Linked DNA regions of Ovis aries: region 2 is linked to region 1. The links are chromatin contacts, called in public Hi-C maps. All regions are on one chromosome and are shown on one strand. The core of a region is the stretch at or near the end of the contact, and the rest is flanking DNA. Distances in the headings are between cores, read along the strand shown.

Evidence for each region. Hi-C and Micro-C count contacts between places; a contact is called where the count stands out from the background.
Region 2: a Hi-C map of tail adipose tissue shows a contact between it and region 1, with 4 times the contacts expected there. The contact joins the promoter of CKM here to the promoter of CLASRP in region 1. A contact is called at or near these places in 2 of 16 Hi-C or Micro-C datasets (liver and tail adipose tissue).

The regions. Positions count from the first base shown.
Region 1 is chr14:52,510,378-52,517,004 of ARS-UI_Ramb_v3.0, reverse strand. CLASRP (CLK4 associating serine/arginine rich protein) reads right to left here and starts at 3,564. Exons shown (of 21, transcript XM_042232163.1): 1 at 3,506-3,564; 2 at 2,402-2,529. The coding sequence starts at 2,500. RELB (RELB proto-oncogene, NF-kB subunit) reads right to left here. Exons shown (of 11, transcript XM_060398119.1): 11 at 3,756-4,550. The coding sequence ends at 4,165.
Region 2 is chr14:52,748,826-52,755,452 of ARS-UI_Ramb_v3.0, reverse strand. It overlaps CKM (creatine kinase, M-type), which reads left to right and starts at 4,152. Exons shown (of 8, transcript XM_042232173.1): 1 at 4,152-4,205; 2 at 6,378-6,591. The coding sequence starts at 6,399.

The DNA.
Region 1 (6,627 bases), core at 2,315-4,814:
GTATGACTCTCAGCCTTCCTGGCAGCTGTATGTGACCAGGGGCTACTTTCCGGCCATGGGGATACGAGTGGATATACCACGTGCAAACATTTAGAAACTTTCTTAACAACTGATATGAGCCCATTGGCCTCTTCTCCCTCCCTGCGGAATGGAATATAAAGACATGATGGCTAGAGCTTGAGCAGCCCTCTTAGACCTTAAGAAAACACTGGCAAGAGAAGCCACTCATGGCTGAATAACAGTTCCCTGAGCAGGACTGGCCACCTCTGGGCTTTTATGTAAAAAGGAAATAACATCTGTCTTCAGTGAAGATATGATGAAACAGAGACACTGTCAAGCGCTCAGTACAGTGCTTAACACACAAATGCTCAATAGCATTACTACTGTTATGAGCAAAGCTTTAACACAGGGGTCAACACCCATCTCCCAGGCCTGCTAAAAGGACCAGAAAAAACATACCGAAGTAGCAGGCACAGGGTCTGGCGCACCCCGAACCCTTAATGAGCAGCAGTTACTCAGCCCCGAGCGCTGACAACATTCCTGGCCCGCTATATATAACCAACTATAACCAACACAGACCCAGGCCCTGCCCTTGTGGTCATGTCATAGTTGTTCCAACACCATTGGAGACGGGCTCTCAGAGATTCCTCTCCTAGGATAACAGCAGCCTCTGTTTCATGGGTGATTGCGGGGACTCAAAGAAATCATACATCTGAAGTTCTCCTCACAGAGCCTGGAGCCTGAGAAAGATCAACTAAAATGGCAACTGCTATTATTGTTTTATTCATCTAGTCCAAATAAACCACGTTGGGCTCAAGCTTGGAAAGCAGTAGCATGACCTAAATAAACCTAGTCCCCAGTCTCACAGAGCTGAAAATGTGTGTTAAATTCCACAAAGGGGAAAAACAAGAAGCATGACAGCATTTATAGGGGACACTGATTGAGTATGAAGGATGAGGGAAGACTTCCCTGAGGACTGAGATCTGAGAGATGAGCAGGAGCTAACGTAATAGAGGAAAAACTCACGCAAAGCCCCTACGGCTAGAGAGAACTATACAATTTGGGGAGGTAAACTGGTAGCTCTTTACACAGCTTTTTTTGCTAGAAAAAGTAGCCCCAGATAGTAGGGAGGCCAGATGACACGAGCAAAGGAATAAGGCAGATAGCAGAGTAACATGAGTCTGGAGGAGGTGGTAAAAGCCAGGCCATGCATGGTCTTAAAGGCTGTCATGAGGAGCCTGGCACTAAAGAGTCACAGAGAAGTTCTGAGTAAGAGAGGGGCAGAGTCAGCTTTATGCTTTAGAAAGACCTCTCTGGGGACTTCCTTAGCGGTCCAGCAATTAAAACACACTCCCAATGCAGGGAGCCCAGGTTGGATCTCTGGTCAGAGAACTAGATCTCTGATGCCAACCCCCAGTGCACCCAAATAAATATTTTTTTAAAAAATAACAGCAATTCCATCCCTTATTAAAAAAAAAAAAAAAGACCTCTCTGGCCTCTGAGGAGGGTGGATTAGAGGCGGCAGGACTGGAAGCCAGAACACCAGGGAGGAGCCTGCGGCAGTGCTGCAGTAGTAAATGACACCGTCCACACAAATTCCATCTCACGGAAGACCAGAACCTAGTGTGCCAATGCCACTGGAGCTGCGGTCTCAAGAACAAGTAACAGGTAAAGAACTGAGAGGAGGCATTAAAGGCTCCATACCCAGTGGCGGCAGAGATGGAAAAAAAGGCCAATGGAGCTACCTCAGGCTGAAGCCCAGAGGCCAGACCACAAGGGCCTTTTAGGTCACAAGATGGAGTGTGCTCTTCTCTCCAAAAGCAACTGAAGCATCTAACAGGGGAGAAATGGTCAGAATTCACTCAGTGAATACTGACGGTACTCCTTCCGGGTGCCCAGTCAAACCTTAAGAAGGGCTGAGCTCCTCTGGGCTCTGTGAATGCAGGAATAATAAGCAAGACCGACAACATTCCGGAGGTGGCCAATCTTATGTCTGGAGTGCTACAAAGACTTCCCTCCTCCCTGCCAACACCAGTTCTGTACTCTGAGTCCACACCAGACACCACAGCACGTGATAAACAAGATACCTCAGTTCCCTGCCCGCGCCCCCAGTGATTATGCTCTGGAGGAGAGGATGGCAACCCACCCCAGTATTCTTCCCTGGAGAATCCCCATGGACAGAGGAGCCTGGTGAGCTACAGTCCACCAGGGTGGAAAAGAGTTGGATGGGACTGAGAGACTCAGCTCAGCACAGCACAGCACATGATTACACTCAAAAAATGGACATTCTCTTTGAGAAAACGGGTATCCCCTCTTAGCATATTTCCAAGCCTGGTGGTACCAGGATAACCAGGGCTCCGCCCTCTCACAGAGCTCCCAGCCCAGATTAAAGGTCACTTACGATCTTTTCATAGTACTCCCTGCGCCGCTCTGCCCTCTTTTTGTAGTCGACCATCATGCCTCGAAGTTTCCGCTCATGTTTTCGAGCCTCGTGCCACATTGTGGTGAGGCCAAGGCTGGGGCCTCAACCTGAGGGATTAGGGAAGGGGTGTCAGATGGAGTTTAAAAAAAAAAAATAAGGGCAGAATCACCGTTACCTAACAAGTTGATGGAGTTAATCCTGAACATCAGCTTCAGGGAGGGTAAGTGAGGCTGCAGAGCTGTGCAGCAGGATACACTCGGGTGGATCCCGGGCAAGTCTGATCCAGTACCCTGGGCATTCTGACTCCCCCACCCCCACTCCCGTTGACTCTGGAGTGAACAGCCCAGCGAAAGTGGTACCCTGTGTTGAAGGAGCAGGAATCAAGGGTGAAAGGTTCAAGGATGGAAGGAGTGAGTGTTTGAAGTAAGGTCTGGAGGAAGAACATGAGCAGCTGGGGTTGGGAGCTCAAGGGAGAGGAAGGGTTGAAACGGCGCCCACCAGGTGGGTGGGGGGAGGGTCTGGGTACCAGAGGTCTGGGGATGAAGGCAGGTGGACGAAGAAACTTTTTATGGGAAAGGGTAGTGGTGTGGAGGTCGGGGTCGAGGGCAGGTGAAGGGCGTGGATGGTGGTGGATGTCCTCCAGACACTTGCGGGAGGAGGGCGCAGGAGGAAAAGAACGGAGCGCTGCCGAGCTCTAAAGCAGGAATCTAAATTGGGGGCGGGGGGAGGGTACAGAGGCTGAGGGAGGCGGAGCGAGCTGACAGGAGCGGGTGGGCTGCGTTTAGGGGCAAGCCTGGAGGATCGGGCTCGAGCACCCGGTCTGGGCCTGAGGGATCCGGTTAAGTTTTTCTGACAAGGGGGCGGGACCTGTGGCAAGCTGCAGGGTCCGACGCGGCGAGCTCTGGCCGACGGCGGAGGCAGGGCGCGGCCTGAGGCACGGCAGGCCGAAGGGGTGCGGGGCGGGCGGCCCTCGGGGCCCGGGTCGAGCAGAGTCTCACAGTAGATCGCGGAGAAGCCGAGGCAAGGGCGAAGCTGGGCTGACGTCCGCCCGAGGCCAGCAGGTCACCCGCTGCCTGCACTCACCGGCTCGTCGCCGCCTCCCACCGCTGCGCTCGCGCGCGCCCCGCACCGGAAGCGGAAGTGGGAGGCTGAGGGACGGGGCGGGGAGCGGCAGAGGCACTTCCGCCGACTCGAGGGGCGGGAACTAGGTTGGACTAGAGAGTGAGCGGAAGGGCGGGGCTTGAGGAAATCAGAGGGGCGTAGGCGGAGCCTGGAGACCTCAGACCTAAGTGTGGGGGTTGTTTCTCTAGCGAAGAGACGAGACCCCCAGGGATCAAAAGCTCATGTTTATTAGGAAGACTCTGAACAAACTACCTACCCCGCCCCACCTTCAAGCCTGGGGAAGGAGGATGGGGGATCTGCACCCTCCTCCCATATATACACAACAGAATCCCCCTGGAGAAGGTGCCCCTGCTTGTGGGGGCTGAGACAGCAGCTTTAACAAGCTAGAGCTTGAGAGCCAAGCCCCCTTTCCTCTCCAGACTCAGTTTTCTCATTTGTAAATGAGCTCAGGAGAAACCGGTGTTACGGAGTTTCTCCCCAGCGCTGAAGATGTCCGATTCAGAAGGACGAGGACGTCGGAAGACTGACCAAGGGCCGCCCCAGGGGATGGGGGTGCTGGGTATCCTGATTGGAAGGCCACCTCCCTCCCGACCCAGCGCCTCTCCTCCAGCGCCGCGGGGCTACGTGGCCTCAGGGCCCGGGGACAGGAGGCCACCCCCAAAGCCGGCCTCACGGTACTGGTTGGGGAACATGTTGCTGCCCACGAGGCTGGCAGTGCCTCCGTCCCCGGGGCCCGGGGCCTGATAAGAGTCCAGCGTCAGCGGCTCGGGGCCGGGGGGCTCCCCGACCGCAGCCCCTGCACCGCCGTTGCCCGCGACAGCGCTGGTGAGTGGTGGCGCTGGGGGCAACATGTCCAGCATGGTCAAGAGCGTGGGGGCAGCGGGGTCGTAGGGAAAGCTGTCGTCCAGGAGGTCTGGCCCGCCGGGGGGTTCCAGGCTGGGGAGGGATACGGTGCCCGGGAAGAAGTCTGTGTCGGGTAGCAGCACTGACGGCGGGAGGTACGGTCCTGCAGGGATGAGAAGAAAGAAGGAAGCATGGTGGGCTTTTAGGGTCGACCTTCCGCCAGCTCAAATGCCGGGTCTGTGGCTAAATACTTTATCATGTGGCCTCCTATAACGCCAGGGAGAACTCTGAGTAGGGACTATCACCATTATCTCCTTTTTTTAATTTACGATAATTTTCTTTGAGGTATAGTTGATGAACAGTATTATACGTTTCAGGTGTACAAACAACGTAGTGACTCACAATTTTTCAGGTTATACTCCACTTATGTGTGTGTGCTTAATCGTTCAGTTGTGTCTGACTCTTGGCGACCCCATGGACTGTAGCCTACCACGCTTCTCCGTCCATGGGATTCTCCAGGCAAGAATACTACAGTGAGTTGCCATTCCCTTCTCCAGGGGATCTTCCCAACCCAGGAACTGAACCCAGGTCTCTTGCATTGCAGGTAGATTCTTTACCATCCAGGCCACCAGGGAAGCCCATACTCTGCTTATAGTTGTTATAAAATATTAGCTATATTCCCTGTGCTGTATTCCCTGTCCTTGTTGCTAATTTATTTATCCGTCGTAATTTGTACCTTTTAATCCCCATCCCTATATTTCCCCTCCCCCTCCCCTCTTCCCACTGATAACTGCTAGGTTGCTCTCTATATCTGTCAGTATTTCTTTTTTGTTTTATTCACTTTTTTTTATGACTCCACATATAAGTTATATCATACAGTATTTGTCTTTCTCTGTCACTAAGCATACTCTCCAAGTCCATCCATGTTGTTGCAAATTACAGGGTTTTTTTATGATTGAGTAGTAATATATTGTGAGGAGGGCATGGCAACCTACTCCAGTAATCTTGCCTAGAGAATCCCATGGACAGAGGAGCCTGGCAGGCCGCAGTCCACAGGGTCGTATACAGACAGACAAGACTGAAGCGACTAAGCAGCAACAGTAATCCACTGTATATATATACACCACATCTTCTTTATCCATTCATTTATTGAAGGACACTTAGGTTACTTCCATTTCTTGGCTATTGTAAACAATGGTGCTATGAACACTGGGGTACATGTCTCTTTTCAAATTAGTGTTTTCGTTTTATTTGTTTTGGATATACACTCAGGAATGGAATTGCTGGGTCATATGGTATTTGCAAATGATATGACCGGTACAGGGTTAATGTCCAAAATAAAAACAGCTCAAAGTGAAGTCGCTCAGTTGTGTCCGACTCTTTGCGACCCCATGGACTGTAGCCTACCACGCTTCTCCGTCCATGGGATTTTCCAGGCAAGAGTACTGGAGTGGGGTGCCATTTCCTTCTCCAGAGGATCTTCCCCACCCAGGGATCTTATAGATAAGGGCAGTCCTTATCCTAAACCCCACTGCATTTGTGCATAACAGGAGAGTTAGCCTATCCTTTCCTGAATTAAAACTAGAAAAACAGCTCATACGATATTAAATAAACAATACCCCAACTAAAAAAATGAGCAGAACTGAATAGACATTTTTCTAAGGAAGACATGCAGTTGGCCAACAGTCACATGAAAAGATGCTCAACATGGTTAATCATCAGAGAAATGCAAATAAAAACCACAATGAAGTATCACCTCACACCTGTCAGAATGGCTGTCATCAAAAAGACATAAATAACAAATGCTGGTGAGGATGCAGAGAAAAGAGAACCCTCATACATTGTTGGTGGGAGGGTAAATTGGTGTGGAAAACAGTTTGGAAGTTCCTCAGAAAACTAAGAATCATTCTTATTTAATAAGGAAACAGGCAAAATAACTTGCAGTCCACAAGTGAGTTGTGGAACCAGGGTTGAAACTGTGCTCCTATAATGCTAGTGAGTTTTCCTCAAGAATGAGGAAGAAAAGGATGCTCCAAAGCCCCCCAGCGTATAAAGACAACCCAAAAGGTGAAATCTCCACACCATGGGAGACCCAAGGAGAAATACCAAGTCCCAAAATTGGAAGGTAAAATGGTTAAGTGTCATTGTGGAAGTCTTTTTGAGACAACACAAACCTCACCAGCAAAGACTGACTAGACTTATTTTAGAAGGAGTCACAGTGCTGCTGGAACTCTATTTCC
Region 2 (6,627 bases), core at 2,903-5,402, 240 kb before region 1:
ATGGGGTTGCATAGAGTCAGACACAGCTGAGTGACTAACACTTTCACTTTAGCAATATCCTTGGTGCTATGATCCAAGGGCTTCCCTAGTGCCTCAGTGGTAGAGAATCCGCTTGCCAATGCAGGAGACCCGGGCTTGATCCCTGGGTCTGGAAGATCCCTTGGAGGAGGAAATGGCAACCCACTCCAGCATTCTTGCCTGGAGAATCCCATGGACAGAGGAGCCTGATGGGCTAAAGTCCATGGGGTCACAAAAGAGTCAGATACGACTTAGCGACTAAACAACAACAAACAACTATGATTTTAACGTATTTTCTCATATGTTGAAATCCTAACCTTCAAAGGTGATAGTATTAATAGGTGGGGCCTTTAGGCTTCCCTGGTGGCTCAGAGGTTAAAGTGTCTGCCTCCAATGCGGGAGACCCGGGTTCCATCCCTGGGTTGGGGAGATCCCCTGGAGAAGGAAATGGCAGCCCACTCCAGTATTCTTGCCTGGAGAATCCTATGGATGGAGGAGCCTGGTAGGCTACAGTCCACGGGGTCGCAAAGAGTCGGACATGACTGAGCAACTTCACTCACTTTGGTATTAGTATGATGTGATTAGATCATGAGGGTGGAGCTCTCATGCATGGGATTAGTGCCTTTATAAGAGAGAACCCATAAAGCGCCCTTGTACCTTCTGCCTCCTGAGAATACTGCAAGAAAATCTGCAATCCCTGGCCCTTTTGCAGCCTCAGCATCCACTCTCTATAAAATAAGGCTTCAGCATAAAGAGGTAAAATGAGGAAGGGAGTGACTAACTCATCCAGTCTGCTTCTGCTACTTTCCAGCTGGGTGATTTTGGGCAAGTAACTCAGACTCTCTGACTTCACTTTCCTGCTGTGTAAAATTTTCAGGACCTACCTCATAGTACTGTTGGAAAACTAAAACTGGTTAATACACATACAGTGATTGAAACCTGAAGTCAGACTGCTAAGGTGATGAAGTGGGCAAGGGGATGTGGGCCTGAAGACCTAGGAAGGGACTCTGGGGCTGATGATATAGTCTCACCTTGCCGAGAAGTCTGGAAATTATCTTCGCCAAACACTGAACCTACTTTCAGCAGCCCTGTGCCAGTTGGATTCCCAGCTCTGCTCTTTCCCAGCTGTGCAACCTTGGACAAGTCAGTTAACCTCTCTGAGCCTTATTGTTGGTAAGGCTCAGAATGGTAAATGAGTTAGTAAATGTCAAGCAGTTAGCCTAGTACTCGACATGTAGGAGTGCTCCGAGAGTTAACTGTTATTCAGTCGCTAAGTTGTGTCCGACTCTTTGTGACCCCCACGGACTGCAGCACGCCAGGCTTCCCTGTCCTTCATTATCTCTTAGTTTGCTCAAACTCACGTCCATCGAGTAGGTGATGCCACCCAACCATCTCATCCTCTACAGCCCCCTTCTCCTCCTACCCTCAGTCTTTCCCAGAAAGTGGAGAGGCCATTTAACCTCCACGCTAACCTCCTTCTAGCATGTCCAGTTTCCCGGAGGAAGCATAGTTCTGAGAGCAAGAGGTGTTCCTTCAGCCCTTGTAACAATTTTGTAAGCATTTGGTAGGAAAGCCGTTTATGCCTAAGCTGGCCGGAGGGGTTTCCTATTGATTGATAAGGCTATTTTTTACTTAGTCAACAAACACTCATTTCTCCTGCGAGCATTGGGGAGCCATGACAGGTTCGGAGCAGGAAAGGTCAGCAGGGAAGTCGGTGGAGGGGCCAAGACTGGGTCAGGAGACCAGCGAGGAGGCTAGGGCAGGAGGGAATGTGAAAGTCCTGAGGTATGGGGTGGGGGAGGGACAAGCCTTGGAGACTTGAGGGGCTCAAGGGGTGGGAGGAAGCTATACGATAAGGGTCACAGTGCTCCCCAAGGCCAACCCCAAGGCCAACTGTTTCTGCGGGACTCAAGATAAAGGAGGTAGGGCTAATGACAGCTAGGTCCTGCTGGAGGGTTTGATTGGCTCAGCTTAGGTCACATGACTGCAAGGTCCTGCTGGAGGGTTTGATTGGCTCAGAACACGTCACATGAGCGAACCATTGCGGCAAAGGATTCTGGGAAACTGAGTTTCTACTATTTGGGCTTCTCCAAAGGAGGTGGTCAAAGGGTGGAGAACTCCCTCAATATAGAAAGGACTTCGGCTGCTGTGTTACCAAGAGGAATGTCAGATGTGCACACAAGGGGTTATTAGGGGCCCCGGGGGCTGGGCTGTGTGTGACGTGGCTGGATCCTGTCTCTCCTTTGCTCATAACCCTCAGGGACTCCCATCGGAGCCCTAGGACCCTACAGGTCTGCTCCTGGTCCCCCTCCAACCTCACATTCTTCCTCCCATTCTCCCCTCCATCTGCTCCAGCCTCCTCCCCGTCTCTCTGACATGCCAAGCCACCCCCACCTCAGGGTCTTTGCACCTGCTGTCCCCCTTCCAGACACCCACATAGCTGGCTCCCTCTGGGCTCTGCCTGGATGTCACCTCCCCAGAGAGGCCTGACCTGATCTCCTCCACTGTGTCCCGTCACTTGCATTTTTACCCTCTGTCTCTTTCCTTCAAAGCCCCATTGTCCCCAACATTAAAATGTATAACAACTTGTTCACCCTCACTAAAATATTAACTCCATAAGGACAGGGGTTTGGGTTATCTTCTGCTGGGTCCCAGTAAGTGCTTAATAAATAATTGTTGACATGATACATGCCGTAACGACTCTAGACCAGTTCCTTTTCATTCTCTGGGCCTCAGTTTCTGTAACTATGAAGGAGTGCTTTGACACACTGACCTTGCTGGGACAGGACAGTGAGGGGAGCGATCACGGACTAGGCCCCAAGGAGAAAAGCTTTCTAAATAGCCCCCCTACCACCAGGAACATTGGGAGAGGCAGAAAGGGCCCCCCTTTCTCTAGATCAGTGCTCCCTGCCTAGGAAGAAGCGGGGGAGACCCAGGAGGAGGGAGGAACTCCAGAGGGAAAGGAACATTCTCTTCTTTGTTTCAATGCTGGGTGCTCCCTGGACTTGCCCGATCCTTGCATCCTGCAGTCTTGGTGCCTTCTAGGCCGAAGACGCCGTTCCCTCTGTGACATCCCATTTCTGCAGGATCTCCTCCTCAGCCCTTGCGGTCCCTGATCGAGCCTGGATCTGAGCGCGTCCCTGACCTGAGCTGCCACCCAGCCCCCTTCTGCCGTGGCTGGGGTTGGCCTCCCCGAGCTCTCGGCTGCCCTTGTAAGGAGGCGAGGCCAAGGGACACCCGAGACGCTGGGTTATAATTAACCCGGACACGTGGCGACCTCACCCCACCAACACCTGCCCCCATGCCCCCCCAGCCCCAGCACCTCGGGTCTCCCAGAGGAGATCGCGAGCAGTGAGCTCTAAAAATAAACTCCCTTCCTGGCAGGCTGTCCCTCTCTGTCCCCTCCACAGCAGAAATCTCCCTGGGTCACTGGGCTGGTCGATTGGAGTGGAAAGGGTGACCACCACCTTCAACCTGGCCTTGAGTAAGAACCGCCCTAGCTCGGCCCAGCCTCAGTTTCCCTCCCCTGCACTTCCGAGGAGGAAAGTGCATCCCAGCACAGGGTTCTGGGGTCAGGCCGTCCCCTGTTCCCACCTTGGCCTTGGTCACACACTGCCTGTAGCTGGGTGACAGCAGGCAAGTCACACAGCCTCTCTGGGCCCTTTCCTCTGCAGGAAAACCAAAGACCTGACCTCCAGGGGCCATTGCAAGGCTTCCCCAGGGACAGAGCTCAGGACCTGCTGTGTGCTGGGGTCAAGGCCACTGGGGGCTCAGGGGAGGCCAGTGGCCTAGCGGAGGGCCAGGGGAGGGTGACTTCTACGTGCCTGGGACATTTCCTGACACTATCCCGTGGCCCCGGCGGGGCTCCAGCTGTCCCCGCCAGCCCGACTCAGCACTTGGTCGGGGGACCAGCTTGGTTGCGGGGGGGATATGGGCCCAGACCCTGGCGCGGCCCATACAAGGCCATAGGGCTGGGCGCGAGGCATGCCTGGGTTCGGGGTGGGCACGATGCCTGGGCAGTGAGGTGAAGAGCTCAGCTGCCCTCCAGCCCGCTCCCAAGGGGCAGCCCCTCCCAGCCAATCACACAGCTCAGGCCCCCCCTATATAAGGCCAGGGCTGCAGGACCTTCCTCTGGGTCAGTGTCGCCTCCGGGATACAGACAGCCCCTTCCAGCACCGCCCAGCCAGGTACTGCCCGGGGTAGGGTCCAGAATGGGGTGTCTTCCATAGGAGCCAGAGGTCGAGCTGTCTCTGGAAGGGGACTTGCATGTTGCCCCCCACATGCCCCCGTGCACAGGCAGGTCAGTGTGTGGCAAGGTGGTCCTTATGTCCGAGGGTCCCCTCCACCTACAGCCCCTGACTCCCGGCCATGCCTGTGATGGCTGGGGCACGCATCCTGGGGGGAGACCCCAGGATGGAAAGGAGCCTTGACAGTGGCCAGCTGTCGCCCCCCTGCAAGGGGCTGCGGGCCAGGCCTTGTTCACGATGGTCTGTCGCCAGAACTGGGTGCCGTAAGCCGTGGGAGGTGTCTGTGTATCACCTGTCAGGGTCTTTGCCTTAGTGACCTTGTGGTCCCATTGCCTTCTGCACAGCGTGACCTTGTGTCTGTCTGGCTTTCTGTGGCTCCTGCATGAGTCCCTGTATGCCAGTGTCCCTGAGCTGGGAGGTGTGCACATGTGGGCCCATTTACCGTGCTACCTGGGGGTGCGTGCGGGTGTGTGCAGGAGGAGCTCTGGGTTACGTCTGTTGGTGTTTCTTGGGCTCCCCGACCTTGCTTCCCTGCCCTCTCCCGGCCTGCCCCCAGGAGGGATGGGGGTGGGGACATGCTCTGAAGGGGGCTTTCTGGGCTGAAAGCCCTTGAGCCCCAAAGCCTGAATGCATGTGCTCCCAGCCACCCTGGACCACCTGTCTCTGGCCTGCTGACGTGGTGCAAGCCGAGCCCCTGGAATGTGAGGGTGGGGTGGCAGCTGGGGGTGGGGGAGAGGAGTCTGCCAGATTCTAAAAATAAATCCCCACCCTGAACATCAACTCCAAAGGCTTTCGTGGGTTCCATCCCTCTTGGCCTGATGCCTCGGCTTTCAGCTCACCCTCGTGCCCATCTCCTTCCCACCGTCCTGCCCACTTCCCATTCCTGGAGCTGGGAATGAACATCTCATCCCTACCACCACCGCTAAAGGGTCCTCCCTCTTCCTGGGTCTTGTGAATAAAATAACAACAGTACAGCAACCACCCTTCTAGGTGTGTGCGTGCTAGTTGCTTCAGACTCTTTGTGGCGCTCTGGACTGTTAGCAGACCAGGCTCTTCTGTCCAAGGGATTCTCCAGGCAAGAGTACTGGAAGGGGTTGCCATTTCCTCCGCCAGGAGATCTTCCTGATCCAAGGACTGAACTCTCATCTCTTACACCTCCTGCATTGGCAGGCAGGTTCTTTACAAGGCCCCAGCTCCATGCCAGGGCCTGTGCTCAACTGGCTTTGTGCTGGATTCAAAGAATCCTCCTGGAAACCCCAGGGGAAAAGTTCAGTTCACAGAAGACAGAGGCTCAGAAAGACTGAGCAGTTGACCTAGGGTCACACAGCCCAGAGATGGCATGGGTGAGATTTGAACCCAGCTCTGTCGACCTCAGAGGCTGAGCTGTTACTAACTGTGCCCTGCAGGACAGTTGTCAGCACACAGAGGTGGGGGCAGGCACCCTGCCCCTCCTCCCTCGACTGAGCACCCAGGAATCTTCATAGAGAGAACGGCGCTTCTCTGCTCGCACACTCATTCCCAGCAACAGCCTCCACCCTCACCAGCTCCTTGTAATTCAAAACAACAATAATAACAATAGCTAGCAAAATAATTAGTGTGTGTCGGGCACTATTTTAAGTGCTTTACGTAATGAACTCATCACATCCTTCCAGCACCTCCATGAGACGAGTGCTATTCTACCCGCATTTTACAGGTGATTACTTTGAGGCACAGAGAGGTTAAGTAACTTGCCCAAGGTCACACAGCAGAGCTGGGATTCAAAGCCAGGCTGCCTGATTCTAGAACCTATACTCTTATCTATCAGTTATCATATCTTATCACAGGCTTGAGGGGTTCTCTCCTCCATTTTTCCAGCTGGAGAAAGTGAGGCTGTAGCAATGCTATTAGCCTAGGGTCACCAGCAGGATAAGGCAGAGCTAAGATCCCAACCCCAGACTGATGATACATCCTGTTGAGATGCAGGGGCTCAGAGAAGGGATCCCTCTGGGTCCAAGTCACACAGCCCAAGACTCAGGACTGGCTCTCAGGCCTGCCTGACCCAGAGCCTGGCTCTGCTCTCTTGCTGGTCTCCGTGGATGTGACCTAACTCCCCCCTCCACCCCTCCCCACTAGGCCCCCCACACCACCGCCACCATGCCGTTCGGTAACACCCACAACAAGCACAAGCTGAACTTCAAGGCTGAGGAGGAATACCCAGACCTCAGCAAGCACAACAACCACATGGCCAAGGCGCTGACCCTCGAGATTTACAAGAAGCTGCGGGACAAGGAGACGCCATCTGGCTTCACTCTGGATGATGTCATCCAGACAGGTGTGGACAACCCAGGTAAACCTCCTGGGGGAGCGTCCCAGGGACTGTGAG